Regions from separate parts of the Ovis aries genome. Here region 2 is linked to region 1. The links are chromatin contacts, called in public Hi-C maps. All regions are on one chromosome and are shown on one strand. The core of a region is the stretch at or near the end of the contact, and the rest is flanking DNA. Distances in the headings are between cores, read along the strand shown.

Region 1 (7,611 bases), core at 2,363-4,862:
GAGAACAGGTAACAGGCTGTAATGAATGTAAAGCTGGGCGAGAAGGGTTTGTGTTCCGACTCTGGTTGGGAAATACTGAGCAGGCTGCCTTGCCTCTCTGTTCTCAGCTGCCTCTCTGCCAATCCAGAGTCACCCTGATGGTTGTCACCTCCCTGGCAGGGATGTTGTATGAGGAGAAACGAGGCCATGTATGTGAAAGGGCTTCATGAACTGTCCAGCACTCAGACAGGAGGGCCAGGGCAGTCCAGCCAGGCAGTCATTTTGGTCAGGAGTCAGACATCAGGCGGGGAGGGACAGAGGAGGAAACAGCAAACTTTAGTGCAGGGAGGTCCCAAGACCCAGAGAGGCAGTGAGAAGGCAGCCCAAGTACCTTTTTCTCCCCATCTCATTTTATGATCTCTTCTTCTGGCACTTCACATGACCTTTCCTTAACCTGAGTGATAGTGGTGAATTAAGGAGCACCTCTAAGTGTAGGACAGAGTCACGCACAAGATGAAGTCCATGCTTTCTGAGGATCAGTAAGAGAGAAACAAAGACATTCCCGTAGGAGGCAGGTCATGCATGTCCTGGGTAAGAGGAGGAGCCTGGTGTCCTAGAGGATCAGCTGCACTTCCAGCTGGGTCACTAACCCTCTAACTAATTCTCCTGGGCAAGTTACTTCATCTCATTTTCTTGATCTGCAACCAGGGAATAACACCCACCTCAAACTTTTGTTGGGAGGATTGCATGAGACAATCCCTTAAAGTATTCTGCCTGGTAAGTGTTCAATAAAGATTGGCCCCTATTCTTCTTAGTATCCTCTTCCAGGGAGTCAGACAGTCCTTTGTTACTGGGTGATCCTGTAATGATTCCCCACGGAGAGGGCCATGAACTGGGCTTGGAGGCTAAATTCTCAGTCTGGCATTCAGTTAGTCCGAGGCACCAGTTGCACCAGTCGGTCGGTCCCGCAGCATCAGGGCACAGCTCTGTTCCTGGCGCTCAGGGACTGAGAGGTGAAGGCCGGCTGCAGATCGCGGGCCTCCCGGCGGACAGAGGGAGCCAGCACAAGTTCTGGAGCCGGGAAGGCCGGGATCAAAGCGTTTCGAGGCAGGCCGGGGCGCACCAAAGGAAGGCTAGCGCCTTGCATCAGCACAGATTCCGTGATGCTCTGCAGACGTCTCGGGGCTGCCGGGCTTTACGGGAACCCACAAGAAAGGAAAGGGCTGGGGAGCAGGCAGGGCGGGGGCGGCCGAGGGCGCGAGGGTGCGCTTGCCCGCCCGCGCGCTCCCGGCGGCGCCTGCCCGGGCCTGGACGCGCCTGGGACGGCGGAGGCCACGGAGGAAGCATAGGCTCCCTTTCCCCCTCCTTCTTTCCCCGCGAATTACTGGAAGGACTGTGTGGGAGAGACCCAGAAGCGCTGGATTTTCAAGCGCAGGGTGGGGGAGGGCCGGGTAGCCTCTGCAGCTCAAAGAAAAACTAAAAGTGTGTCTGTTAGCGCCGCTTGGACACGCCGCTGCTCCCAGGAGGGCGCTGGACGCCCGGACCGCGCCTGACTTTGTAGCCCCACCTAGGAGTTCGCCAGGCCGGCCGAGGACCGTGCGGTGCGGGAGGCGACTGAGGGGCGAGTCAGAGAGTGTCACGATTTCTTCTCCTGCGCTCCCCCCACCCCGTCCCCACCTCCAGTTTTCTGGGTTTTGCCGCTGCCGCTGGGGAAAGGGCTGAACGGTTTTGCGTCAAAGGACTGCATTTACTCAGCCCTGCTGGGAGAGGAGCATAAACACACCCAGGCAGGCAGGACGCGGGATTAAAAAAAGAGAGAGATGGCAAAAACGCCAAGACCGCGCTGGGTGTGCGCATCCATCTGCCTCGCACTTCTCGCCGCGACCTGTGGAGTTGCGGACGCTACGCTGCAGGCGGCGAGGGAGGTGCGAGGAGCCCAGCCAGCCTCGCCTCTCCACGCGCGTCCTTGGGGATGGAGCCGAGGACAGAATGTGTTTTATAGTTGTAAACAATGACCCCGAGTATTGTTTAGGATTACCGTATCTTGGGGCCATTGGGGCGGCCAGATGCCGCCAGCCGTCCCGGAAACGCCAGCGCTTTATATAGAGCCCCGGGAAAGCTTTGAGTTCCCGGCTGGGTTCTATTTTTCTTTCCTAGCAACACCCCCACTTTACAGATAAGGAGACTGAGGGCCGAAACTGTGATGTGTTACAGTGCACAACGCTTCACAGCCTTCGCGCATCTTCCCGCTGGTACACTAAGAGCTGGGTATGAGACTAAGGCAAAGCGTGGAGCAAAATTCGATTTCCTTGACTCCTAGTACAGTGCTCCTCCGGATCATCATCTCTGCAGAAGGATTGAAGTTCCAGAACTGACAAGGGCCTTAGAAGGTCATGTCTCAATCCCTTCGTTTTACAGAAAGAAACTGAAGCCCAGAGAGGTTAAGGGACTCGCCCAAAGTCTCACAGCCCGTAAGCAGCACAGCCTGGCGTTCACACTCCAAGGCCTGTGCTCTTTACCCCGCACCTCGCCCCGCCCCGCCCCGCGAGGCGGGACAAACTAGGAATCCGGACTACCTACTGCCTGAACTTCGCTCCAAAACAGCTGAAGACAACGTTGGGGCACGCCCTCTCTCGGGCCTCCCTCTTCCCTGTTTGGTTTTTTTTTTCCTTTCAAATTCGTAATAGTCGAGGTTGCTTATAATGCCCGATTACTATTAGATGCATCTTAATTGCCCAGCATAGAGGGCGGCCGGAATGTCTTGACTGGTTAATTTCGTCTTCAAGGCTGCTCCTAACAAATTAATTGCAGAGCCGAAAAGAAAGGGGAGGGGGGCGGGAAGCAGTGGGCAGCCAGCCGCGGAAGGGAAAATAGGCAGGTCGGCCCCGCCCGGCGGCGCTGCGCCCCGCCAAGGCCCGGCCGCAGGGAGGCGCGGATACCCAGGGCGCCCAGGGCGCCCGTTGCTCCGGGTGGCGCCGCGAAGGGCGCCGACGACCGTGCGCGGCCGCGCCCTCCCTGCGAGCGGCTCTGCGCGCCCGGCTCCCGGCCTCGCGGTGGCGCCGCACTGAACCGCCAGTCTCGCTCTTCAGGACTGTGATTATTTTCTGAAACCAGGCGCCGAGGGCCCCGCGGCAGCCCTCGCAGGGGCCCCGCCCCGCGCCCCTTTCCCAGGCGGTGGAGAAGGTGGGGAGGCCGTGGCGCGCTCGGGAGCCGGCGAGGGAATCCCTCTCCCTCCACGTCACCCGAAAGCTAGGGAACCCGCACTCGCGTCCTCTAACGCAAATGACCATCTTTGGCAACGTGCGCCAGTGGAACAGACCAAGGGCGCGTGGCCCGGGGGGTGGGGATGGGCCAGGCTGCCTCGGCTCCCCCAAACCGCGCCAGCGGTCCGCTCCCACCCCCGCCACCGCCTTCCTTCCTCGCGCAGGGTGTGCGGCTGGCGTCAGCGCGGCCAGGAGCCGGGGCAGATAGGGGAGCGCTGCGCCCGCCTCCTCCCGCGCGTCTTCCTCCTCCTCCCCCTCCTCCTCGGCCTTCTCCCCCCGCCTCCCCGCGCGCTCCTCCCTGCAAGGTGGAGTCGGGTTGACGTGAGGTACAGGGGCTGGAGAATAAAGAGTGTGGAGTTGAAATCGTGCCATTGTAGTGACTCATCTCGGGCAGAGCGCTGGGGCTCCGAGCAAACCAGCGAGCAAGCGAGCGGCGCTCGGCGGAGACCGAGAGAGGGAGAGAGAGAGGCGCGGACGGGCGAGGCGGGCCCGTCCGGGAGAGGGAGCCGGGAAAGGGGTGCAGGTCCGGGCGCCGGAGCTGCGGCACCGCGTCCCTCTCCACGCCGGCTCAGCTGGATCCTCCCGGGCCGCGGGCCGGGCACAGGCTGCCTTCTTCTCCTAGTCAAGTGTCCGAGCCGCTCCAAACTCCGGCGGCGAGTCGGCCACAGGAAGTTTATTCTCAGCTCCTTTTCTAAAAGGAGGAAATAGAAGTTTCTCCAAGCGGGCAGCCTTTCTTTCTGCCCCCCCTTTTTTTCCCTCCTTTCTTTTCTGCGCTGACATCTGGGGTCCCCAGACCTGGCAGGCTTGACCCGCTGGGTTGACTCCCATTCTTTTTTAATTACCGATTTTTGACTGAGCCGGCGGTCCCGGCTGGGCTCCGATTGCGCGCGGGGGCGGGAGGGCGCGCGCAGGGGAGGGACCGAGGGACGCGCGGACTTTTTAGAGGGAGGGACTGGGTGGACAACTGGTCCCGCGGCGCTCGCAGAGCAGCAAAGAAGTGGTGTAGCGCTCGGCGCTCAGGGGGCCGTTCCCGGGGTGCCTCCGCCGAGGGGGACAAGCCCGAGGCGCGGCCAGCAGAGAGCCAGCGCACAGCAGCCGGTGCGCGGCCGCGGCGAGGGCGGGGGAAGAAAAACACCCTGTTTCCTCTCGGGCCCCCACCGCGGATCATGTACCAGGATTATCCCGGGAACTTTGACACCTCGTCCCGGGGCAGCAGCGGCTCTCCTGCGCACGCCGAGTCCTACTCCAGCGGCGGCGGCGGCCAGCAGGTAGGTGCGGGCCCCGGGTGCACCTGGCGACGCGGGTGGACCCCCGCCTTCCTCTCGCCGCCACTGCCTCTTTTGCTTTCTTTGCCCTTTCTCGGTTTGGTGAGAAAATACCTGCGGGCCACCATTGTAAGTTCTGAATTCTCATCTCCTGCCCACACCTCCTTTCACCCCCTCTACCCTCGCCAACCCCCCCCCCTTTTTTTTTTCCAAACTGGAGCGGCGAGTGGGCTGAAAGAACCTACAAACCCTGTCCTTCACACTACATCGTATCCAGACAAGCTCCTGGAATTGCAGGTCCCGTTCCCAGAAGCCGGTGCCTCCCTCCTCTCCCAGGAATTCATCTCCATTCCCCTCTATCTCCGTGGTGGATCCCCCGCTCCCCAAATTTTTTACGCACGGGCCCCTTCCGACATCTAGAGAACTTATTCCTGCGAAAAAGCCTTCTCCTTCTTTCCCCACCCCGACCCCGCACCTTCTCCCGCCGTTGGTTTTAGTTAATTTCGGAAAGAAGTTGGGGACTCAGAAACTGGTTGGGCTCCTTCAAGTGATCCAGAGTGAGGGCGAGAGTTGTCACTCAGGGAATCAGGTGCGAAGGTCAGGAAGGAGGAGGTGAGCCTTGATTGGCTCAGGCTGCGTGCGTCTGTGTACCCTGCGCCCTTCCACCTCCTGTTAGGGTAGGACTAGGAGCCTGAACTGCCACCCAAAGGGGCGCCTTGGGGTCTGGGGAGTACCTAGGGCCAGGACGGCTGCAGAAAGAAGGGAGGCTGGAGAGACTTCCTCTAGGCTCCTGAATGGTTCTGGAAGCCGAGAAATAACTTGTTTCTAAAGCAGGCGGACTGGTTTGTACTGGAGGGGTTGTGCCTGCCATCTCTGTCTATAAATACCAGAATAAATACCAGAAAGTTGCTGCTAGGTTGGTGGTGCTGGTGGGGTGCCGGCCCTCTGCAACAGCCACCCCCACCTCACCCACCCACCCAGAAGCTTGTGAGGGAGCTGACTTAAACAAGGCTGCTAGAGCCTGAAGCCCGTCTTAATCAGGATCTGCCGAGTCTCTAGCCCAGTTGGCTGCGGCAAGAGCTGCTCTGGTTAGGCGGTGGCCTTGGCCTCTATAAGCCAGCCAACCAGGAGGGGCTGGGGTGGGCTTCCAGGGAGGAGGGACCCTGATGGAGAATATAATGGAAACGTGGCTCTCTTTAGTAACTGAGGAGGGATATCTTATTCCAAAGCTGTTCCGCATGCCTGATGGATCCTCAAAACGCTTTTCTATGTCTTCCCTCTACCTGCCCTGGTATCCCCATAAGCACCCGCTGGAGAAAGCCTTGTCAGTGCATGCACCCTTAATAATGAACACTAAGGTGATGAGTTTCAAATCTTGTCCCAAAGTGATTTTGTTTGCTTTCCAGCCCCGTTGGTGGTTTCTATTGAATCCAGCCATCATTAGGCAAAGGGTTGGAGTCATTTGAAATCCATTCCCTCATTCTCCAGTTCAACAGCCCCCAGATGTCCCTCTCTGCCTCTCCAAATCAGGAAGGAACCTTTTGATTTCTCATTTGCCCCTTTGGCTGTCGTTTCTGTGGCAGTCATCACTGAAATGTTACAACCTTGCAGCCGGGCTTTACTCAGACCCTGGGGCCTAGATGGACAATCAGACCGGACATCAGTGCCCCGACTGAATAATCTGTGTCACTAGGGCTTTGAGCCCAGGATGTGAGTGGAGGCAATTCCCTGTTTTGGAAGAAAATCAGACAGGAAACCAGAGCTAGGAAGAAGGAAGAGAACTCAGTCCAGCAGAGTGTAATGGGGCCTCATTACCGAAGCAAAAAGCAGCTGTTGGCTAATTCCTAGCGTGCTGTAACACATGAGGATTTTGCAATTAGTAATAACTGGTGCACGGGGTTCTTGCGTATGTGCCTGTCCATTCGGCCCAGCAGCTCAAGCAAGGAACCTTTGAAACCAGAGGGATTGGTAAGGTAATGCGGCTTTGGGCAAGTTTCTCAGCCTGTCCACTCCTGAGGGAGGGGGTGGCGGGAGGCCGGGAGAGGGTTTTTCCATCATCCCTGTGACTGGGAGCAGAGCTGTTCTGTGGTCCTAAGAGCTGACGTGAGAAGCTTTTGTTACTTCACATGTCTGTGACCCCACCTGGGCTCAAGGTAACTTTATTGCATACCAGATAAAACCTGTAATCTCTTTATTTCTCTTAGCTTCCTTTATGGAGAGACTTTCCTGCCAGTTGGTGATGGGCCTTCCTCCTTTTGTGGCAGCTCAATATAAGAGCTCTGGTTTTACCTTGGACAAGTGAATATTATTTTTTTCTCCTCTCTTTGTTTGTGGGGTCTAATATTCCTTAGAAATTTGTTGCTGTTTACTCAGCCTGGGACTTTCTTCTCACTTCATGAAGGTTGGTCTTAACACATGGCCGTGAGTTTCAGTGACTTGAAGGGGGGCGTCAGATAACTCTTTGTTAAAAACCTCTGTTCTTGTATGTGGCAGGAACTTGAAGTATGAAAAATATTTCCTGTTCCAGTTATAGTTTTAATCTCAGACGTTGGTCATTGGTGATTTGATTTGCCCCTAATAGTTGCACCACCCCCCCTCACCCTGGCTTTTTCTTTGTATTGTTGTTTTCTCTCTTTCCTAACTTTCCTAGGAAAACACCTCCCAGATATATGCCCTGGCTGACTGCTCGACTCACGGTTTTAGGCCCTGAGTGTTACGCAATCCAGCCAGTTACACAAACATAGGTCATTTCATAACTTGTTTTCATCAGCTTGGCCCCCTTTTAATGAAAAAACAAAACAAAAACAAGACCCAGAACTTTTCCAAGGCTGCCATTTTCTGTTTCTCAGACAACTTGTGAAAATAAATCAAAGAGGACAGTTCCTTTTTGGAACCAAGGAATACCAGAATAACTCTCTTCTTTGGCAACCACTCTTTTCCAAGAGACAGACAGACACACATACACGCACGCACGCACACACACACACACACACACACACACAAAATTCCCCAGAGTGAACTTTTGCCAACTGTACCAGGCTGGGACATTCCTCACATCAAAGAACTTTTACCAGAAATGACTGTGATTCCCAAGTCAGCCCCAA
Region 2 (7,611 bases), core at 1,483-3,982, 120 kb before region 1:
AGGCACACTATGAAAAATCTCATCCTCCTCAATCCACCCTGTTCGTCATCTTGTCACTTTTATTCATTTTTAAATTCAGGCTTGCATAGTTTCTTTATGCAAATAAAGTAAAAATGAGTATATATTGTTGGTTTTTTTTTTTCTTCATTACATGAGAAGCAGTGTATTTCACACCAGTCTGCACCTGGAACAAGGAGGACGTTTATCTTGTTACCACAAAGGCGTAGTCCCTAACAGCCCCTCAGTCTTGGTCACTGAGTTAACACAAAGGCTCAGCGCCCACAGCTTTCCAGCGCTTATAAATGTAGGTGGGATTTGTATAATGCTTTGTTATTGCCAAGTTGTTACTAGAAATGAGTCTTCAATATCCTGTGTAAAACTTTTCAGTGTTTCAGTGTACTTTCCTATTTATCATCTTGTGTAATTTTAATCTGCCAAAACCCTACGAAGTTTTAGGGCAGGTACTGTCCTTGTTTTTAAGGTGAAGAAACCAAGGGCAAAGGGTGTTCCCTGGGGCACACTCCTGGGTCTAAGGGCCATCCTTTGTACCTGACAACACTTTATGTTGCTGAAAACCAGGGAGAAACTGCCTTCCTCCCTGTGTTTAATACTTCTCCATATTTACGAAAACCTTTTTCTTTTGAGATCATTATATAATACCTGTGAGGGTAGCATGTAACACAGAGGGATGCTGGGTTTCCTTCACCCAGTCTCCTCCTTGAACAACTGCGGTGCATTATCAGCAACCAGGATATTGACATTGACACAACCAAGATGCAGAAAGTCTCCATCACCCCATGGATCCCTGGTACCATTTTATAGGCATACTTCTCTTATTCCACCCTCAACCCTAGCCCTGACCTGACCCCTTCTGACACATATACACACACTCTAATCTATTTTAATGGAGGTTGTATTAGTCAGGAAAGCCTTACAGATATAACAAGCAACCAAGCCCCATCTCTGTGGCTAACAGTAAAGGTTTATTTTTTGTGATAGCACTTCACTGATGGTCAGTGGGCAGTTTGGGGAGGGCTCTGCTGCTTGCAGGCATCCCAGGACCTGGGCGTTTCTATTCAGTAGCTCCACCGTCCCTTGTGGCCTCAGCATTCTCCACTGCATCTTCTGTCTCAGGCCAGCACGTCCAGGGTTGTAGGGCCAGGTCTAGAAGGGGCATCTATCCCTCCTGTCCGTAGTCTATAGGTCAGAATTCAGTCATGTGGCTTCACCTCATTGCAGAAAGGCCAAGAAATTTTGTTTGGCTTTGCCCAGCAGGAAGTGTTTGAGGCACACGTGTACAAGAGTAGTCACAGTGGCATTGTTAGCTGTGGTATCAACTAATGAGAGAGTGAATGTTCACTGATAGGGGAGTGGATAAATAGTGTTAAACTCACCCCACAGAATATTATACAGTTGTGGAAATGACAAAACCGTATCTGCACATGATGAAGATGAAATCTTAGAAATTCAATGTTGACTCAAAGAAGCCAGTTACAGGAGACACCCTAGGTGATAGAAGTTATATATAAAAAGCTCAGAAGTAAGCAGAACCAGACACTATATTATTTAGGGATAGGGAAATAGGCAGTAAAATCATGTTTTTTAAAAACAAAGGAGGGACTTCCCTAGAGGTCCAGTGGCTAAGATTCTGTGCTTCCAGTGCAGGGGTCCCAGGTTCAATCCCTGATCAGGGAGCCAGATCCCACACGCCATGCCGCAACTAAGACCTGGCACAGTCAAATAAATAAATATTTTTTAGAAAGGAATGACAGTGGACAGTGGCTATCTCTGGGCAGAGAGGCAGGGGGTTGAGTGGAGAGGGAGCACACAAAGGGCTTCCAGCTGTAGGTTGTGTCTTTGTTCAGAGAGGGAGTGTGGATTCAGGCACGTTGTTTTTTTCAACGTGTTGTATGTGCGTTACAAGTATTCTTTGATACGTATCAGATATTACATAGTAAATTTAAAAATGAACTGAAACACTATCATTAGTAGCAATACAAATAAAGCTTTATTAGTTATAAGAATGTGACAAGGAACAGACACATCACTTGAAAAGGTGAATGGTAATTGGTGTTCCTCATGCAGTGAAAGCGACCCACTTTGGGGCTGGGTCCACCTGAGATCACACATGTTGCTGGCCCTGTGGTCAGGGTCAGAGATCAGCCCCCGTGCCCTGGTCAGAATCCTTTCTGGTTCTCCTGTGTGGATCAGTCGTCATCACACTCTCAGCGTGTCACGTCGCTTGATGTGTATTGTGGCAATTATTCCTTGCAGAGAAACCCTGCAAAGCTGTATTGTGATCCTTTGCCATGAAAGGCAAGCTTTGTGTATCTAAATTTCCTAAAAACTGTCCCTTTAAAAGTATCTCCTGCCTACAAAGATGCAGCTGAATCCCACATCTCAGCAAACAAAAGCTGAGGCTTGTAACAAGCAGGAGTCATCGCTAGACAGTTATCACCACAGGTAAAGGCCCATCTTCCAGGGCAACCAAATGACTTAATAAACACATCAAATCTCCTTTATCGTTAAGTGAAAGACCCAAAGAAGCAGCATGGTAACAGTCGCCAGCCAGGCTCCATCCCTTATCGAGCTGCTGGCAAACTGTCTTGTAAATAATCAATCCAGCTCTCTGGGTTCCTGTTTTCTCCACCCCTCTCCCTTCCCCCTTCTCCTCCTCCTTCCAAGTTTCAGCCTCTGCTGTCTCCACCCTCTGTAGGCTCCACCTTCTGTAGAGGACTCTGCTCTCTGCACCCAGAATGAGTCAGCATATGGATACAACCCACGTTTTCAGGGAAATGGACTGAGGTTATCAAAAAATGCAATCCCTCTAACCATAGATAAAAATCAAGGCATTTACAGCAGCCTCGAGAGTGAGTCCAGCGGCCGCCCGCACACTGGAACGGACAGTACATCTCCTTTGGGAAATACCTCCCCAGGGAGTGACTCTTGGTCTCCTGGGTAAAATGTTCGCTTGTCAGACAGCAAGCCCTTTGTAAAAGGGAAACAGACTCTGTCAAAACTGGGTGGTGATGAGATAAAGGCAGGCCACTCCTGTTTGAATGTTTGTCCTGTTGGTGGGGATTTTGTTTAACAAGGTGCCTACCTTATCTGTCTTCTTTAAGATTTATAGCTTCAGAGCCCATAAAAGGGAGGCCACAGATATGACCATGGGCTGTAGAAAGATTAAAAACAAACCTAGGCTATTCAATAAAAATAATCTTGAGATATTTTGGATTTTCTTCTTTTTTTCCCACTGAAGATCACATCAGAGACTCCAACAGTACTTGACTAATAGTACTTAGCAGCACTTGGCTAATATACATATTATGAAAATGCTGGAAGGAATATTGCCTGACACTGTTTATAGCACATGGGCTATTTTCCTCTACTCTGGCCTGGAAAAAGGGGTTAAGCCCACTATTCAATTAAAAATTAGTTTTTGAAACCTCATCTTGGACCATGCAGTGTATCAGGTATACAAGTAAGATATGATCCTTCCCTCAAAGGAACTTAGAATTAAAAATTCACCAACAAAAAAAAAAAAAAAAAAAAATTCACCAACATATCCTACTGTTACAGAAAATGATGTTAAAATTGTCACTTAAGAAAGGACCAGATCTAGGAACAAGCCCTTTTAGTGCTGATGTCTGACAGCTGTGTTACCCATTTGCGGACTTTATGCTTTGAAGAGCATTTTGGCCACTGCTGCTGTTCGTCATGGATTTGATTGAACCTACACTGGAAACCTTCATCTTCTGATTCCTGAACCACAAATCCTGTTCTCCCGGATGGCGAGTTCTTTCTCCAGTCTCCTGATAACTACCCTGCTGTTTCTATGGAAGAGAAAGTATCTGGGCCCTCAGTCCACATCACAAGGATAGTTGTCATGGACCACTCGTTATGAGACCATCACTGTGCAAGATAGCTTACGTGCATTGTCTCCTAATCCTTATAACAGTCCTGCCAGATAAAACTCATGAATGCCATTCCCCGAATGGAAAGGTAGAAAGCAGAGAGGTTTACTAACATACCTAAGATCCCATGGGTGGTGAATGCAGGATGATTAGATCAGGTTCCAGATGTTTAAATTCAAACTCTGAGCCCTTTCAGTTCTACCTTGCCTTATCGTACTCACTCAGTGATGTAATGCTATAATTTCTTGATTATTGCAGTATGCTCTTGCCCTGTTTCCATGGGATGCAGGCATCAGGTATGCAATGGGTGCATGAACACCAAGTTGACATATTCAGAGTATGTGCCAGAGCCTTGGAGACAAAAAAGGATGCAGAGCATCTTATTTGGGTTTCCTGATGTAGAAGATAGCCGTCCACAGACATACAGCTAAAGCTCAGTGGAATGCTTTACTCATCTAACAGTGTTGAAGATAAAAGGAGGCAGCTGTGTCACATGTATGCAATTCTTCAGGAGAATACAGACCCAGTCTTCAAGTTCTCACCTCTCATCCAAATAGAAGAGGTTTTTGTAAATGCCATGGTGGTTGGCTGTGTTTGATTTGGTTGGGCCTCAAGCTGGACCAGAGGCACCAGACCACTTCCTGCTGCACCAGGGACATTGTTCCTTCAAGGTCTCACCCACCTGGGGAGGGAACCAACATAACCTCCCCTCCTCACCGCTTGGGCCCTCATGGGCACGACTGTGCCACCAGCTGCAGTGATGTGACTCAGCTACAGTCTTCAAATAGTTCCTGGTGTTCTCGTTCAAAGAAAGAAATTCTGAGACAGTGACCTGTCAACGTATTGTGAAGGAAGCAAGGCTCTTCAAGATCCATGCCACCCTTCCCCCACCCTTTATTGAGGTATATTTGACAAGTGAAAATTGAGGTATATTTGACAAGTAAAAATTGTATATATTCAAGGTACAAAACTAGATGTTCTGATATATGTATATACCGTGAAATGATTGCCACCATCAAGTTAATTCACATATCTAGAACCTCAGATTGTCACTTTTTTTTTTTTTTTCTTATTTTTGTGTTTGGTGATAACATTTAAAATCTACTCTTTTAGCAGATTCCAGGTGTACGGATACAGCGTTGTTAACTGTAGTCACTATGCTATACATTAGATTTTTCAGAACTTCCTCAGTTGGTATAACTGAAACTTGGTATCCTTGGACAACATCTCCCCATGTCCTCCTGCCCCACAACCTCTAGCAACCACCGTTCTACTCTCTGTCTCTGAATTTGACTGTTTTAGATTCCACATAGAAGTAAGATCATGCAGTATTCGTCTTTCTGTGTCTGACTTATTTCACTCAACACAGTGTCCTCCAGGTGTATCCATTTTGTCACAGATAGGAAGATTTCCTTCTTTTTGAGGCTGAATAATACTCCGTTGCCCGTATAAACCGGGTTTTGTTGATCCTTTCGTCTGTTGGTGGACATGTAGGTTGTTTTCATATCTTGGCTGTTGTGACTACTATGGCTGTAGGAATACAGATGTCTCTTCAAGATACTGGTTTCATTTCCTTGGATATATACCTGGAAGTGAGATCACTGGATTATATGGTAGTTCTGTTTTTTATTTTTTGAGGAATCTCTATATTATTTTTCATAATTTCAGAACCAGTTTACATTCCCATCAGTAGTTCCCTTTTCTCCACATCCTTGCTAACATTTGTTATCTTTTGCCTTTTTGCTAAGAGCCATTTCTTTCTGTGAGGTGGTAGCTCATTGTGGTTCTGATGATTATAATCTTGAGCACGAGTTGGCCACTTGTATGTCTACTCTTGAGAAATGCCATTTCAAGTCCTTTGCCTGATTGTTATTGGGTTATTTGGGGTTTTTTTTTTTGCTATTGAGTATGAGTTTTATAAATATTTTAGATATTAACCACTTATCAGATAAATGGTGTACAAACACTTTCTTCCATTCCATAGGTTGCCATTTCACTCTGTTGATTGTTTCCTTTACTGTGCAGTAACATTTTAGTTTGATACAATCCCTTTTGTTACCTGTGCTTTTGGTATTGTATCCAAAAAATTTTTACCCAGACAAATGTCAAGAAGCTTTTTCCTCTATGTTTTCTTCTAGTGGTTTTATAGCTTTGGATCTTATGTTCAAGTATTCAATCCATTTGAGTTCAAAGTTGATAAAACTTTGACCTAAGTGTCCAGTTTTGTTCCTCTGCATATGGCTGCCCAGTTTTCTGAGCACCATTCATTGAAGAGACTATTCTTTATCCATTGTGTGTTCTTAGTAACCTTGTCAAAGATCACTTGACTGTAATTGAATAGATGTATTTCTGGGCTCTCTACTCTGCTTCTTTGGTCCATATGTCTGTTTTTAATGCCAGTACCATACTGTTTTGATTAGTGTAATTGTGTGATATGTTTTGTAATCAAGAAGTATGATGCCTCCAGGTCTGTTCTTCTGGCTCAAGATTGCTTTGGCTATTTGGGGTCTTTTGTGGTTTCATATGAATTTTAGGATTTTTAAAATGGTAAAAATTACCATTGGGATTTCAAGAGAAATTGCATTGAATTTGTAGAGTGCTTTGGGAGTATGGTAAATATCCATGTATTTTACAGTAAGTATTCCATTAACAAAGAGAGAGTGAAGGAATCTCATAATATGGGGTAAGATTTTAGATGCATACAGAAGCATGTATCACCTCCATATTCATCCTTTATTGAGTCATTAGCTGAAAGGGAAAAGGCCAACCAAGGAGGTTAACTGTACAATGTAATATTAGAAGACTCTGCCTATCCATTTGAAATTGGTAAGTTTAGAATGGATTTTCTAGTTTCATAGATATGTGCTTAAGCTTGGTAATGGCCCTCAGCTTATGAAAGTTATGCTAATTAGTAGCATTTATTAATTTCAAATTATTCATGTAATCATATTCTAGGCACATGGTAGATTTTAGAGATGGTTCTACTCTCAGTGGCATTATCTTTTGGTTGGCATGTTTGTAGAAAGTATAGATAGAATGGGTACAATTACCCTTTAAGAGGAAAGGAGAAGGGAGAATTATGTTAGCTGGTAGAGAATTGGGATAATTCTTTTGGGAAAGCATCCAAGAGGTCTTAAGTTTCTCCTATGAAGGTAGGGTATGGTAAATAGAAGATAAGAGATTCTTTCTAGTGTTTAGACCAGTTTAACTATTCACAAAAGCATCAGTGGAGGTCTATAACCCAACTGTGTTCAGAGGTGTAATTCAGAAAGCCTAATAGAAATCAAAACTCGTGGTAAAGCTGTATCATGGATAAATGAAACATTAAATTTTTTGCTTTGGTTTGGAATTCTGTCAGTTTGGCCTAATAAATGTGGCAGTTTCTGGGAAAATCATTGTAAAGGCAAAATCTCTTAAAACCTGTAGCTTCAGGGAGTGAAACAGAGTGTAGGATGAACCCCATGTAGTAAAAGGGGCAACCAGTTCCTTGGACAAAGGCAGAACAGTCCAGTGAAGACGTGGTTTGATACCAGTTTGTGTTTGCTCCAGAGGATGGGGTGGGGGTGGGGGGTGGGTGAAGCAGAAAGCTGAGAATTGGACAAAAGTTTATTCAGTTTGGTTTAGATTCAGTAGTCACACAAAGTAAGAGCTTCCCAGATGGCGCTATTGGTAAAGAACATGCCTGCCAGTGCAGGAG

Evidence for each region. A called contact is a pair of places that touch in the nucleus more often than the background predicts.
Region 2: a Hi-C map of liver shows a contact between it and region 1, with 3 times the contacts expected there. The contact joins the enhancer-like site here to the promoter of FOSL2 in region 1. A contact is called at or near these places in 2 of 16 Hi-C or Micro-C datasets (liver and tail adipose tissue).

What each region holds. Positions count from the first base shown.
Region 1 is chr3:35,341,380-35,348,990 of ARS-UI_Ramb_v3.0, forward strand. It overlaps FOSL2 (FOS like 2, AP-1 transcription factor subunit), which reads left to right and starts at 3,613. Exons shown (of 4, transcript XM_027966637.3): 1 at 3,613-4,510. The coding sequence starts at 4,409.
Region 2 is chr3:35,222,954-35,230,564 of ARS-UI_Ramb_v3.0, forward strand. The region is part of intron 10 of BABAM2 (BRISC and BRCA1 A complex member 2); the gene reads left to right. Among named protein-coding and RNA genes, the nearest start is that of FOSL2, 120 kb to the right of the region's middle. Within about 2 kb of position 2,733, at least 19 of the 54 cell types and tissues checked have an H3K27ac peak or open chromatin away from gene starts, as enhancers often do. A contact at or near this core is called in liver, where this site is marked.